2 separate regions of the Mus musculus genome follow, and region 2 is linked to region 1. The links are chromatin contacts, called in public Hi-C maps. All regions are on one chromosome and are shown on one strand. Each heading gives the region's core, a stretch centred on a gene start, on an enhancer-like site or on the middle of the called end of the contact. The rest is flanking DNA. Distances are from core to core; before and after follow the strand shown.

Region 1 (7,821 bases), core at 2,245-4,744:
TTTTCCAGTCATACTCCCGTGAACCTTGTTGGTGACAGTCAAGCAAGGAGTGTTCGGATGGGGAAAGAGAAGCCACCATCCTCTGTAGTCAGCCAAACACACAGGGAAAGTGTCAGGGGTCAAGTGGCCCACAGTGACACGAGGCACAGGGGTGTGAGGAAACTGAAGGCTGAGCAGCGGTCCCCCTGGGTGTAACTCCTGTGAGGTCACAGTGAGTGTTGGCTCCTGGTGCCTATTATCAAGGGTTAGGGAAAGTTGTCTCCTTCCTTCTTTCTTGCCTCCTTGTCCCCTGGCTTCTGTTAGCTCAACTGACAGCTTTACCACATCCATTTCTTTGCCCAGAGGGTTCCCCCATGAGCTCAGAATGCCACTTCCCAAACATGTCCTAAGACAAAGACAAATCTCGTGTCCCAGCTCTCCATTCCCTCCCAAGACAGGGCCCCTCCCTCTTGATCTTACTTTCAAGCAAGGTTTTTCTCTGGGTTTCCTATCCCATGTTGGGAACAAATGACATGCTAATATGTTCAACTGATCCCATATGTGGTAGCTTTGGAAGGAGGTGCCAGACTGTGTGAGGGAAGTTATGGGGCAGTGGAGAGCATCCAGTATCCATGGCAATGTCATCCTGTTTAGCAAACACACTAAGAGAGTTGATGCTCAGGCAATCGAATGTAGCATAGAGGTAGACTGAGACAGGTCCAAGTTCAGAGCCAGGATTTTCCACTGGGGCATGGTGAGATGAAAATGGCCTTTATATACGTTGTGCCCTGAACATCATTGTACTCGTGAAGTAGGCTTTCCCAGACCATGCCTATGTATGCAACTGTCTCGTGTTTTCAGGAAGTAGCCACAACTCAGGATAATATCAAATTTCAGTTAGAAAATAGTCTCCATGTCTTTTCCCTGCAGTAAGTTGGAACATGCCTAATTCACCAAATATTTCATCTTTATTATTGTTTTATGGGGGGGGTATGTAAGTCCTTTAAGACAGAAACATTTATAAGGAAAATAAAGCCTTCTGTGTAAACCAGAAATACTTAGATAATGTGATCAGTGCTGATGAGAAGCTAAGTCCTTGGGCATGTCTCCCTGGTGATGTGGTGCCCATGGTATTCATCAAAACCCCCAGTGTCCAGCATCGTGCATCCTCTGCACGCTGCGGCTCAGGAGGAATTACCTGAAGTTTATGTCTCTTGAGCAAACTTGGCCCAGGAGAAAAGATCAAAAGCCATGGCGTGACGCTGTTCTCTGGTGGAAAATGGAAGGGCTGTGTTAGTCCATTCGGAATGCTTGGATGAAGCACTATAAACCCAGCTGCTTATAAACAACAGCCATTTATTTTTTTGCAGGCTGGAAGCTGGGATTTCCAAGATCAAGGGGCTGGCAGATGTGGCGTCTGGTAAGCAACTAGCTCCCGACTCACAGAGTGGAGCCTTTTCACCAAGACCTCTCATGAGCCTCTCTTCCCATTCATGAGCCTTTCAGATCCACAATCTAACCACCTATCAAAGGACCTATTTCTAATACTGTCCTGCCGGGTGGGAGTGGGGTATACCTTCAGACCTCAGCAACTTGCTCTCAGGATAGTAAAATCTACACATTTTAATTTTTACACGTATAAGAAATATCTAAAGAAATTAGAGGGTGACCTATTTTCTTGAGGACTTGAATGTTGAGTTGCTCCCAAGTTATCCACCCGAGTTTGTGTACTGCAAAGCTCTGAGGACATCTCAGGGCTTCTAAGTACAGTGAGTGACCAGTCTGTAAAGATCTGTGTATTATATCAACAAAGGCCATGCTTCCCTGGTTAACTTTATGATGACTTCATAAGGGAGGGGGAGGGTTTTTCCTGGTAGTCTGTGTTAGATCTTCAGTAAGAACATTTCTGTTTGAAATGCTATAAAAATGTAAAAGTTGTGTATCATCAAATTGCCCCGAAGGCTTGTGATGTCCAGGGTTATCCTCACACCAGCCATCCCCAGTTCAGCTGGACTGCTCACCAAAGCCAGTCACATCTGGGCTGGTTGACCATGGATGTTTCTTAGAACAAGGCAGGTAAGGGCAGGGGATTTTTTCCTGAAAATCCTACCAACCACTTGCATGCCGTTCTTGCCCCAACTGCTTGTGGCCTCAGGATCTCTGAGATATAAGTAGGGAGATATAGACTGGAGGAGGGGACTCTAGCTCCACATCATGCATGCTGGGTGCAGACCTTCCAGTGTGACTACTCTGCTGACAGTGGCTCCTCCACTAATCTATAAGTGAACCTAACACTTCCCCAGAGTAAACTTGGATTAAAGGATGCTTTGGTTTGTCCTTGAAACATAGAAGGAAGGTAGATATTGTTTATATCTCCCTGAGGGAAGAAATTTTAGCAATACCATGCCTAATCCATTGCAGTGTGTTCCCAAGTCTATGGTTTGGGTGTGTGTGTGTGTGTGTGTGTGTGTGCGTGTGTGTGTGTGTGTGTGTGTGTGTGTGTGTGTGTGTGTGTGATTCAAACTGCTTTCTGGTTGCCTAGATATATATATATTTGAGTACACAGTGTGCTAGGGAAAACAGGGTGCCTCCCACAGATCACCAAGCAGAGCTCACAAACCAGTCTGTGACAAGCGCTCAGCTGATCTTTGAGATCATGGAGAGCCTGGGAGTGCCCTGTCCAGGTCTGCCTGTAAGAAAAGGCTAAAAGGCCCACTCTCTTTTCGATGATCTTTGGAATTACTAGAACCAGGAAAGCGATTTTTTTAGCTAAGGACACTTTTGTCTTCTTTTCTTGTCTACCGTTCATTCTGCCAGACTGAAAGAGGCTATTTGGGGCTGTCTCATGCAGAAGAACTTGAGGTAGGCTCGTGTGGAGGAACATTAGAGGACACTTTTGTCTTCTTTTCTTGTCTAACATTCATTCTGCCAGACTGAAAGAGGCTATTTGGGGCTGTCTCATGCAGAAGAACTTGAGGTAGGCTCCTGTGGAGGAACATTAGTCGGAGGCTCCTTGCAGACAGGACCAAGACAAGGAAGCTAGTTGGGCCTCCTCTGTACTCTCACTCGGAGGTGGTTGTCCAGCCTTGTTCCTGTTAGCCTGCAGTTCAGTCTCCCAGCCCAAGAGGGCGCTCTTACTCACCAGAGCACCTAGGCTCATCTCAGCAAAGTAAAACAACCTCCCCTTTGTGCGGCCTGAAAACCACATCTCTGGTGTCTGGCTTAGGTCTCCTTCTGATCTGTTTACCCCCAGACCTCTCGTGTCAGGTCTTCATTTGCCAAGTTACAGAGAGAAGAGTCTCCAGTCCATGATTCTGCCGTATTCCACTCGGTCACGTGAAGGGGGCAGATGGGGTGGGGATGCAGGCCGGGGAGCCAGAGGCCACGTGGAGCAGGACATAACTCACTTTATCTCAGCAATGCAGGCATTTGTGTTTGAGAAGAGCGTTCTTCCTCCCTAGGAAAGAACATCTGGAACATTCTTCCAAATGAGGATCAAAACAATGACTTCAGATGAAGCAGCCTCACTGGAGTAAACACAGCCCAGAGGATCCCATGAAGCAGTTCTGCGTGGACTCTGCCAGAAAGCGGACTCTGGGGCTGGGATTTCAGGCCAGCTCAGAGTTACACCCCTGCTCTCTTGAAAAAGGCTCTGAACCCGTGGACACTACTGGGAAGGGCCTTAGAGATGGGCTCAGTTGCCACCCAAGAGCAGAAGGGACCCCATGACAAACAGGGCACCTACAGCCTTCTGCCCTGTGGCCCTAGTCCCTCCTCTCAGAATGCCTGCATATTCGACAGTCAGCCTTGTCCTGGACCAGACAATTCAGCAATCACATTTGTTGACTAAAAATCAGCCTATCTGCAATATAAATATTCCTTTCAAGTAGCCACATTACTCTATCTGTGGAACATGTAGAAGGCCTGCTCTGTGTCACTTTTCTGTTCAAATGCAGTCCTTACAGAATCCCAGCTACTCAACAACATCTGCTCCGAATGTCTCTAGGATTTATGTGGCCACATGGCCAACTCCATGTATAAATGCAGATTCGGAGCGGGTTCTCATCCAGGATACAGTGAAAGCATCTAGGTCTGCCATCCGGTTTGTTTCATGTCTTAGGACATCACACTGTCAACCAGATGCCCATATATCCAAGTTTGTTATTTCGGTCAGTGATGCACGATGGCTTCAGATGTATATGCTCCCAGTAATTAATTCTGAATAGAGTATTTGGCATTAAGTCATCCCATGACTGCTGTGGGCAAGAGAGAAGTAACAGGTTCTATTAATTCCACTTGGCAGCTGGAAACTCTTAGTTACAACAAATCCAAGCAACCAGTGCTCACACAGGTATTGACACACACACACACACACACACACACACACACACACACACACACAAATCACATACACTCTTACACAAACTTATATACATACACACATATTCACATGCACACATGCACACACTAATGCACACATACATGTATATACACACACTCACATACATAAATATACTGTACTGGATGGTTTTGTGTGTCAACTTGACACAAGCTCGAGTTATCACAGAGAAAGGAGCCTCCCTTGAGGAAATGCCTCCATGAGATCCAGCTGTAAGACATTTTCTCTCTCTCTCTCTCTCTCTCTCTCTCTCTCTCCCTTTCTCTTTTAGAGTTTATTCAGAGCATGGGGAGGGGAGTTGAGAGAGTAGTAGAGACAGAGAAAGGGAGAGAGAGAGAGGGAGAGAGACAGAGAGAGACAGAGAGAGAAACACAGAGAGAGACAGAGAGAGATTAAAAGAACAAAGGAGCAGAGGAGTAGAGACCGGTATTGAGCATGTGGAGAGAGAGAGGGGAGGGGAATGGGGAGAGAGGGGGAGAAGGAACAAGAGAGCAAGAGGACATTTTCTCAATTAGTATCAAGGGGGGGGCCCATTGTAGGTGGTGCCATCCCTGGGCTGGTAGTCCTGGGTTCTATAAGAAAGCAAGCTGAGCAAGCCAGGGGAAGCAAGCCAGTAAGCAGCATCCCTCCATGGCCTCTGCATCAGCTCCTGCTTTCTGACCTGCTTGAGTTCCTGTCCTGACTTCCTTTCATGATGAACAGCAATGTGGAAATGTAAGCTGAATAAACCCTTTCCTCCCCAACTTGCTTCTTAGTCATGATGTTTTGTGCAGGAGTACAAATCTTGACTAAGACACATACTAACACATGTATGAAACTCACACATACTTATATACGCACACACACAAAGACTCCTACACACATATATATTTATTCACACAGCACATACACACATTTATTCCTTTTGGTGGATATGTTCATCTCAAACACAGAAACTGTGTTAATAAAATAAGAAAAGTGTCTTTCTGCTCTCTCGGGCCACATCCCCAACCCCCACTCCTCATTCATTAGGATCTCAGTAGAGATGTCACCTAGGAGAGGGAACAGGCAGGTGCGTTTTGTCACTCTCATCAATACTGAATCAGATCTCCTGGTATCTCTGCCCTCCACACACACTACTCCACATATGAGCACACACACACCAGGGCTTGAAAAGGGAGTTTGCCCTTCTGTCTTCAGCCAAGTGAGGGCAGCATTCCTTCCCTTCAGAGGACACAGCATCCATGCACCATAGTGGAAACAGAAGTAGCCCTGCCCCAACAGCTGCCCTGTAGCTGCCTTGACCTGGACTCCCAGCCATCAGGAATTCTGTCATGTGTCACATCACTCACACCCCATCCAAGCCTCGCGGTACTCTCCACTTAAGTTCATTACACAGCGGCCAGGAGGAGAGGGATTGACCTGTTCCCGTTACATCTGCACTGTTTCCCTGCTTGGTAAAGGAGCTGAGGCATGGTATGGCATCCCCCCCCCCCCATCTTACCAGGTCCAGCTTAGTACTCAAGAGAAGGGTATTGCATGGACATAGACTTTTGGTCCCTTCTGGAATTCTGCCGACATGGTTTTTCCTTTGATTCCATTTCTGAATTTGAAAGAGAGAGGTTTGGGGCTGGAGAGAGATGGCTCAGTAGTTAAGAGAACTGGCTCATCTTCAAGAGGTCCTGAGTTCAATTCCCAGCAACCACATGGTGGCTCACAACCAGTTATAACTGTAGACCCAGAGGATCCCATGCTCTCTTCTGGTGTGTAGACATACACGTAGACAGAAAACACATATACATTAAATACATAGATAAATAAATAAATTTTTTTTAAAAAGGAAAGGAGAGAGAGACAGACAGACAGACAGGGGACAGGCTTAGGGCTAGCTGCTCTCAGCTTCTGCTCTGCATTCCCACCTTGGTTGGCTGTCTATCTTCATTTTATGGTATGGACTTGGGGTGTAAACATTATGTCCAGTTATCTCAACCAAACTACATCCTGACAATCACGGGCAAGGTAGACTGGGAATCATGTAGAAAAATGCATGCTGAAGGAACGAACAGGCAGGGGACAGCAGGCAGCTCTGTGTAAGGGGGCAAGGCCTGGAGTTCTCCTTGGAACCATTGTATACATTCTATTCTCCTAAGCAGCAGGTAACTGCACTGCAGTGTATCTACAAGTCTGTTGTGGCCAATGAAATGGGAGTGAGTGCAAAGCCAGTGTGTGTGTGTGTGTGTGTGTGTGTGTGTGTGTGTATGTGTGTGTGCATATGTGTGCCTATTAGTGTGTGTGCATGCATGCATGTGTGTGTGCATGTGAAGCCATGCTTGTGTGTGTATGTGTGTGTGCGTGTGTGTGTCTATGAGTGTGTGTGCATGCAGGTATGTGCATGTATGCCCATGCTTGTGTGTGCATGCATGTGTGTGTCTGTGTGTGCATGTGTGTATATGAGTGTGTGTGCATGCATGTGTGTGAGTGTATGTGAGTGTGCATGCATGTGTGTTAGTCCATGCTTGTGTGTGTGGACGTGTGCATATGTGTGTACATGCATGTGTGTGAGTGTATGTGAGTGTATGTGTGTGCATGTATGTGAGGAGCGGGTGTGGCGGCAGTCCCAAAGGCGCCAGGGACTGCAGCTAAGTCGTATGACTTGCACCTGACTTCCTCATATAAGCCACAAACATCTTGAGAATTGCGCAGGTGTACCAGGATACCGGTAAATCCATTTTGATGGAGATATGCCCCTGCTGCCCTGATTAGCTGAAGCTGCGTACCTGGTGAGGTGGCGTGGCCTACTGTGCGTGGATGGGAACTGAGAGTATATAAGAGTGAGAGGCCCGGGTTAGAGGGAAGATTATTATTCAAGAGAGGATTATTATTATTGGGAGATATAAACAAGGGAGATATAAACAAGGGAGATATAGAGAAAGAAGAAACAGGACTGAATAAATGTGTGCAAAAGGATCCTGTTGCAGCATCGTTCTTCCTGGCCAGTTGGGCACGCGCAAGACATGAATGTGTGGATGTGTGTCTGCATGCATGTGTGTGTGTATGCCTGTGTGTGTGTCCATGCTTGTGTGTGTATAGATGTGTGTCTACATGTGTGCAAGTATGTATCTGTGTGTGTGTGTCTGTGTCTGTGTCTGTGTGTATGTGTTAGCTCATTTCCTTGTCTCTGCCATTACAGCTTGCTTGGTGTGAGAGGCTAGCTGCTCCATCACCCTAGACCACTGAGTAAGGGTAAGACAGACGTAGAGCAAAGCTCTACCCAACCCACCATAGACTGGGACATGAATCAGAAGTCGCCTGTGTTTTTTAGAACCCCTGAGATCTGGAGCTGCTACTGTAGCCTGGCATAAATGATACAAAGAGGGACCTCATCACTGAGCCGTACTGCCACCTTCTCTTTTTCCCTCAGAATGCTCATCCTCACCAGGATAGTAAGAGCCAGCCTTCATGAG
Region 2 (7,821 bases), core at 2,203-4,702, 33 kb after region 1:
GGGAAGTCCAAAGCTGTGGCTTTGTCTGAAGACCCAACTGTCACAAATCTTGGTCTGTCCTAGCCTCCCTTGGAGCCTTGGAAATGAGTGAGGATGGATGGGGTAGAGGGAAGAAGACGACCTGGAGCCCAATTTCCTGTCCCTGTGCAGAGTGCAGGGGTCACTATCAACAAGAAGACTTAGAGGAAAAGCCACTTGGTGGCCACACCTTGATGGTCATCCACATGGGAGCTAACCTCAACATGAGCTGAGATTTTTCTGGGGTAAATACTCCACTTTATTCCTTTTGGGTCAATCATTTGATTCATACCTTATCCTCACCTGAAGGTTGCCCATCTAACATCTAACAGGAGCCAGGGCTTCTAGGGAACCTCACTAAGGGACCCTGTCAAAATGTGGAGCCTCACTCTGTGGGTCTGCAGAGGGCCGCTTTCCTAACGCATTCTCCAATGTTGGGGATGCTGCCTTTCCGCACGTCACACCTGGAGTGGCAAGGCTGTGGGAGAGCTCTGGAAAGCTCACCTAGATCCCTAGTCAGCCCTTAAGTGTCACAAACAGGGCTGCTGCTTCTCGCCTACGCGCCTCACTCGCACGCACGCACGCACGCACGGGAGCACGGTGCTGCGTGACAAAAGAAGCATGTTGGTTTAATTTCCCATTCCTTCTAGGTTGCACACGGGGCAGTCTGGAGGGGCTGAGTGTCCTCTGGAAAAGCTTTGACCGTTTCCCTTGATGCTCAAGCATCTCACCGGGAACTTGGGGGTGGGAGGAGCAGAGCCTGAGCTGGCCTGATGCCCACCTTCACGTCCATAAACACAGGATCCCATGCAAAGGCTCATTGGAAACATTAGCTTGTCTTTTGCTGCTGAAGGGCCACTGTCTGCACAGTCTGAAGTTGTTTTCAAATAGCTCTTGGTGAGCTTGGTTGTGCCACTAAACACAAAGCAGCTATTTTTCTAAAGTACCTTGTAAAGGTCTAGTAATTATTGTTCCAAACAAGCCTCGTTTTCTCTTGTTTAGATTTTCTTCCGTGGAAAGAAAGAAAAAAAAAAGCTTCTCAAATGAAAGGTCTGTGTTCTGCCCTGGTGCCTCCAGGTCATGGGGCTGGAGGGCCTCCCTACCCAGCAACATCACCAGCAACATCACCCTCTTTGAAGCAGCAGCTATTACCATGGGGGGGTATGTTTACATTACTGCCTTTTATGGTTTGGGGCAGTGTGGAGCCTGCGGTGGAATTTTTAAAAATATCTAAACAGTAACTGAAGCATTACTGTGATCCCCGTACTGAGCTCATGGAAAAACTCGACTCATCGAATGTTAGTTTTATGGAGAGGGGAGTGAGGATGGGTGAGATCACTAACTAGCCTCGCTCAGACCCCTCCTCCATCTCTCGGGAGATGGGGGTGCTAGACTGGAAGGTGGAAAGTGTGCCTCCCAGACTCTTCCCCAAGTTAGCACGGCCACCTCTCCTGGCCTCCAGGGAGGCTTTCTGGGATCCAGCCCGCACTTGACTCTCTCTCTCCGGATGTTTTCCGGCACCCTAGACCAGACACTCATCGGATTCAGAGATGCGGCTTGCTTTCTAGCAGAGCGAATGTTGCTTAGGTGTGCTCTGTGTGCAGCCTTTCTCTCTGTTCCTCCATCAAGGCCTCCTTCCTCCCACTGCATCTCCCACCTCCACCCACTCGGTTATTAGCATCCTTCGAGGGACCACTCTCTGCTTGGACCTCCCCTCCAGCAAATCACTGATGCCTCTTGCTCCCTGTCCCCTCATTAAAGAATGGCTTCCAGATCTGGATCTCCACCTTTTACCCTTCCCTGGAGCCCTGGATTGGGCTGTCTGTGGACATTCCATCGAGATGAGTCATGTGCACCTCAAACTCATCAGGTCCCAAGCTACTCATCCGTCCCTGGCAACAGACACCCATCTCCGTGCCCTTCTTATGAAAAACAGCAGCAGCAGCAGCAGCAGCCACCACAGTGTCCGGAACTCAAACACCTTATGTATCCCTGATTCTTCTTTGTCCCTAGGCACATGGTGTACCAGTGGCTTTTCCCACTGCAGGGACAAGGCTTGACAAGAAGCAGTTCAGGAGAGGAGGTTTGTCTTTTGTCTCAGCTCACAGTTCAGAGCACAGTCCTTGTGGCTGGGAAGGCAGGCAGCAGGAGGCCGAGTGCTCACATCTCTCTGGGTTGCCAGGCAGAGTGTGGGATGTTCATGTTCACCTTATCCACCCCCCCCCTTTTATTCAACCCATGACCCTATCCCATGGCATGACGCCACCTTCATTCAAGACGGGTCTTTACCTTTGGACCACTGTTTTTCCCAAAACACCATTCAGTGATGAGCTTCGCCGATGCCCCTGGGCATTTGCCAGCCCAACCCAGTGGGCAATCAAGGTGAACCAGCACCTGTAGCTCCTATGTTCCCTTGAGACTATTGTCTTCTTCTAGACATACGTCCATCCCTTCTCCACTTCCACCACAGTCGCTCAAGCTCCAATGTGGTCCCCTCCTGCTCACTCGACCCTCCTGCTGCCTGCTCAGGACATCAACTGGGCCATTCCCTTGCTTCCTCAACACTGGCAGATTCTTAGCTTGGAGCCCTGATGATACACTGCTGTTTTCTGCTCTACTCTCCACCCAGCGCGCTTTGCTGAACTGGATGCCTGGGTCCTCTTAAACCATCCTCCTTTGGCCTGGCCAAATCCTGTTCTGCCTTCAGATCTAAAAGCGGCCGCTGCCATACTGTGCCATACTGTGCCTAGGTCAGGTGCCTACTCCAGACTCCTAATGCCCCAGCTGCCTCTCTACATCTTTGCTAGGCCCATGTTCTCCCAAGCACTGAGAGCTCACCCCTGGGACTAGTAGAAGCAGGTAAGGGGAGGGTGGTTAATAGATGCTAGGGCGAGTTCTCACCTCCCTACCATGTGACCGTTGGCATATTTCAAGCTCATCCAAGGCATGGTTCCTAGCCGATCTATCTCTTGGCAGCATCTACCTCACATTCACAGATCTTTATTGAAGCCAGGTGAGGGATTCCTGAATGCCAAGGTGTGAGCCCCACCCTTCCCACTTTTCTACGGTCTGTCAACAGGAAGACTTACTCCTCCTCTACAGTGTATCAGCAGGGCTGATGCATCTGGACTGCAGAGGCCAGTCTGTCCGTGCCTAAGTGTGAGGGAGTCAGCACAGACCCTCTGGCTTCCTGCAGTCTGCTAGAGAGCTATCTTCGGGCTCTAAGCATGAACACCTTAAGAAACTGAAACTTGAGGACTAGTTCCTTTGGACCCGCACTTTGTGCGAAGTGGGAGGGGGTGTGTGAGCTGGGCGGTGCAGGAGGGCGCGGGTGCTTAGTAGTGGCGTGGTCTGGGAGGCGCCGGCTGCCCTTCCCCTCCCTCTGCCGCTCCCTCCCTCGGGCTACTAAACCCAGCGCGCGCTGCCCCGCTGCTCTCACTTCACCAGCACCGCCCGCGCCTGCTTTCATCGTGGGTCCGCGCGTGCTCCAGCTCCATGGCGCTCCTCATGCGACTGCTGACCCTCGCTCTGGCACTGTCTGTGGGCCCCGCTGGGACCCTTGCAGGTCCCGCCAAGTCACCCTACCAGCTGGTGCTGCAGCATAGCCGGCTCCGGGGTCGCCAGCACGGGTAAGTCCCAGCCGCTCTGTGATGGGAGGCGTGAGCATAGGACAGGTCACTGAACTGCCAGTGTGCTCAGCTGGGGACATCATACCTGGCCAGGGGTGCGCGCGCGGGGGAGTGGAGGTGGGGGACGACAAAGCCCGAAGGAATATTAGCCATTGCATAGAAAGACCAAACCTGCGTGGAGGTTGATGAGATAAGGGGACACAGTGGAACAGTTTGTGAAGAAAGGGTTGGGGGCACTGGCCAGTGACCACAGAGTCAGACAAAAGTGCATGAAACAGTCTAGGGGACTATCAGTCTCCTTTCTTGACTCTAGGTAGAAGGGGGCGTTGGCAGCTCTCAACGCAGAATCACCATCACCCTGAGACAGTACCTACCTACCATAGAGGGGAAAACCAGGCAGGTCACTGTCCATTGATTCCAGGAGTGTTACTGGTCATACCTGGTGGCAGGACCCTAGCTAGGTGCCCACTACTCCTATGCATTTGGTATTGCTCTGCACCCAAACACTCAACACCAACAGTGCTTGCTGGCCAAAGATGTAGAGCAGGAGGCTTCACCACCCTTTATACATGCTAGACAGATTGGGAAACCGAGTCCTGAGAAGGAACCATTTTGCCCTGCAGTATGTCCTGGAGTCAGGACTGGCATCTGTCTTAAAGCGACAGGCAGCTTTGTAAACGTGGGACATTGGTGCTTCAGGTATTTCTCTGAGATGTTGCAGATGTGTAAGTTTTCGGAGACGCACTCTGGCCAAGGCTTTGCCCTGATGAAGAGCCTGGCATGGTATTTCTACACACAACCAGGTCATGCCTGCTCCAAACAGAGCCCAGCTTTGTTGCATGTCCAGACTACCTGGGTGTATGAACATCATTTATACTAGAGGAAAACTCTATGGGAAAAGTAGAGTACTGACTTCCGGGGAGGCCTGGTGCCCATGATCAGGCATTCGCACCCCAGGCTATTCCCAACTCTCCAACAGACTACACAGATCTATATTCAGATCTAAAGGAAAAACAAACCATGTGGCCAGTGGCGGTTGTCTTTTTAGACCCAGACACAGCTTCAGCCTCCAGCAACTGGGTAGACTCTGGACTCGAGTAAAGGATGCGAATTTTAGGGAGAAGTTACCTTTCTTCTGCATGTGGCTTTCCAGTCTCTTGTAGCCCCCCCAGATGTTCAGTGCTTGGGGCAAAACAAGTTGCTGGGTGCGGGACTGGCCACAGGCAGAACAGAACCAAGCCAGGCTTCACGGCCTCCTGAAAGGAGACAGGCAGTGGAAAAGGTCCTTGGGTCATATTTTAACTTAGGCTGTGGGTATGAAGGATTGAGAGGGCAGATAGGAAAAATGCAGATTTGAAGCCTCAGAGCCAAACATGGAAAGCCAGAGCATCTCTCATCCCTGCCCGGTTCACCTTTGGGTCCCACTGCCTTTCTTGAATGTTGCATTCAGTTCTGTTCCCTCCTTCCTCCTAACCACTAAGATCACCACAGGTCACCCTGCAGTGTCGTAACCCAGAGCTGCAATGTCAACAGCCACAGTGAAAGGTCTCTAGAGATATCGTGTAAGATCTATCTCTGAGGCCAGCCTCCTTCCCTTCAGAGCCCAGGACACTGTCAGGAAAACCAGTGCTTTAAGAAACTTCAGATGTGGACCAGTGAGGTGGCTCAGCTAAGGTCCGGGCTGCCAAGCCTGATGACCCACATGGAATAAGTGAACCAGCCTTCCAAATGTTGTGGGAAGCTCACTGTGGCATGTGCTTCCAACAAACACAAAATGAGCGAATGATTTCGATTCACTTCTCTGAGGTTCTTGCCCTGAGCTGGAAAACTTGTAGCAAGTAATCTACAATAGGCTGATGGATCAAGAGATGATGTGCTGAGCGGGAGGATGCATACCTTCCATCCCATCTACTCCTGAGGCTGGAAAAAGAGGCGGGCAATTCAAAAGGAGATCCCATCTCAAAATAAATATGAGAAAGACCACAGCAGCACCCTTCTCTAAGGGGAATCTGGATTCCCCAGAGGCACACAAGCAGTGGCAAATGGTTACAGGCATTGTTACATAGTTGCATTTACTCTGACCTAACTGTCCCTGAAAAACCACGGGACTGCCTGGCCTTGCACACATGGGTGTGGTACCTTGTGCAGATGGATAACCTTGTTCCAGCTCCAGCCCTTGATTCAAAGTGAGAGCTGGAGAAAAGGGAAGTTTGGGGAAGTGCAGGGTGTCCCGTGAGAGAGGGGAAGGACTCTGTACCTAGCCACTGGGCAGTAGTGCACAGTCATTCATGGCCCCGCTGCCTTTGCCTCCTCATGCCCCTGCCCCCAGCCACTGCAAAATTCCTATTTTACAGAAGGTGAAACTGATGCTTAGGAGGCAAACACAGAAAGCTGGTAGGAGCAGAGGGGTTGCTGGGTGGTCTGTTGGCTCCCAGCTGTGTCTGTGTAACAATGGGAGTGGGGAGCACCAACACAAAGCAAGTGAAAGCTGGCCACGCTTTTGAATGGCATTGAGAGAAACTGGATGGAACTTCCAGAAGTACTTGGTTTTCAGATGCAAGTGGACCAGCAGAGTTGTCTTGGGGCAGAAGCCCAGGAATGACCTGCTCATTTTGAGCACATTTCAGCACAGATTTCCTGTGGACTCAGCTTACCTCCACCCCCAGCTTCTGCTCCTGTCACAGGGGCAGGAGCAGTGGAAACTCTACACAGTCGAGGAATGCTGGAGCCAAATCCACAGAGACTCGCTGAAGAGCCGCCGGCCGCCCATGGAGAGCTGCAGGGAATTCAGCCACAGTAATTACTTCCTGCTCGCTCAGTTGGACAGGAGAACTTCTGGGATTGTACAGCAGTGAGGATGATTGGGGGCTGGAGCGTGGCCCGTGGGAGCTCTCTGGGGGTTATTCGAGGACCTTGAGTGAAACGTGTGGATCTCTGGCTGCAGAGCCTCTAAGTACCTGGAGAGACCCACCTAAGGTGGGCTGATCCAGCCTTTAACCAGTTGTCTTCTGTCAAGATGACTTTACTAATATCACGACTGCTCTGCTCACTCTTGTCTATTAAACAACAACAGAAAACAGACGTATGCTTCGTATAGAAAGGAAGTGGGGGAGAGATAGAGGGTCAGAAGGAACAACCACCCAATCAAGCATCCAGCTATGGACACTGCCCAAACGATGAGGGGGTAGCCACAGATCCCCTGCCCCAGACCCCATGCTCCTCATAGAATTCTATGGACCACAGTTAGTTTAGTTTGTTAACTAGCTAGTCCAGAGAGACTTCAACTCGCTGTGTAGCCCAGGTAAGCCTTGAACTCAGAGCCGTCCTCCTGCCTCTCTGCATTGCATCTTTAAAGTGTTGGAAATTGCTATTGAAGAAATCGTGCCCACCTCTGAATGGGCCTGAAGCTGCGTGAACACGGACATCTCATGAAAACTGAATCTGTTGTCTTTACTTTTCTGACTTACGAAGCCTGCCCTGCTGTCTGCTCAGGAAGAGCCTCCCTCCCCTTTGTCATCACCCAGCATGGCAGCTCCCTTTGCCCAGGAGCTCCAAAGAAGTACCCACCTTCACCTGGCCTGAGCACCACACTGGTTGCTCAGTAGAAGAAAATGCAAACAGTGCTCTCCAACTCCAGAAAAGCCTCCTCAGCAGAAACCCAGGGTGTTTGCTTCTGCTTTTCCGGACTTATTGGAGATATTTTTAAACTAAATTGTTATCAACCGTTTCTAATGAGCCTATTTCTGCCCGACTCTATCTGGACCGGGAACTCTTATCTTTATGATTCCTGAGGGTAGCTGGAGAGAGGGACATCCATTACAGATTAGTCATAGAAACTTTTGGGTGCCCAGCACAAAGTAAGGCCTGCACCCCAGCTTAGAATAAGGAAGGAAACGTCCTGGAGGAAGTGGGGGGCAGCTCTGAGCAATGAGCCATGGAGAGTTAAGTAGGAGGGCACTCCCTGTCAGTCCTGACAGCAGCTGGCCATGCACCCTAGTTTGCAGGGTGGATCCTCCCAGTGTGTTGTCCCAGGAGCCAAGCAGCTGGTCTAGACACGCAGAGCATGTCTGTGGAGCTGGCTGCGAAGTGCTGGCAGCCCTCCCCTCCTGACAACAGGACCTCTGGCACACACTGAGATGCCAAGTCTGCTCAGAGCAGGCACAGATAGGGAGCT

The links. Hi-C and Micro-C count contacts between places; a contact is called where the count stands out from the background.
Region 2: a Hi-C map of uterus shows a contact between it and region 1, with 1.8 times the contacts expected there. The contact joins the promoter of Tgfbi here to the enhancer-like site in region 1. A contact is called at or near these places in 3 of 39 promoter capture datasets (macrophages, maxillary cranial neural crest and second pharyngeal arch cranial neural crest), 2 of 15 datasets of contacts at CTCF or cohesin (the NIH/3T3 cell line and large pre-B cells), 23 of 484 Hi-C or Micro-C datasets (the C2C12 cell line, the N1E-115 cell line, Sertoli cells and 14 more), 14 of 115 datasets of contacts at active chromatin or transcription factors (the HPC-7 cell line, acute myeloid leukemia, bone marrow-derived macrophages and 9 more) and 1 of 9 other capture datasets (adipose tissue).

Annotation. Positions count from the first base shown.
Region 1 is chr13:56,572,692-56,580,512 of GRCm38.p6, forward strand. No RefSeq gene overlaps it. Among named protein-coding and RNA genes, the nearest start is that of Gm32759, 9.1 kb to the right of the region's middle. Within about 2 kb of position 3,495, at least 68 of the 459 cell types and tissues checked have an H3K27ac peak or open chromatin away from gene starts, as enhancers often do. A contact at or near this core is called in the HPC-7 cell line, the N1E-115 cell line, adipose tissue and 8 more, where this site is marked.
Region 2 is chr13:56,606,134-56,613,954 of GRCm38.p6, forward strand. Tgfbi (transforming growth factor, beta induced) reads left to right here and starts at 3,453. Exons shown (of 17, transcript NM_009369.5): 1 at 3,453-3,647. The coding sequence starts at 3,514.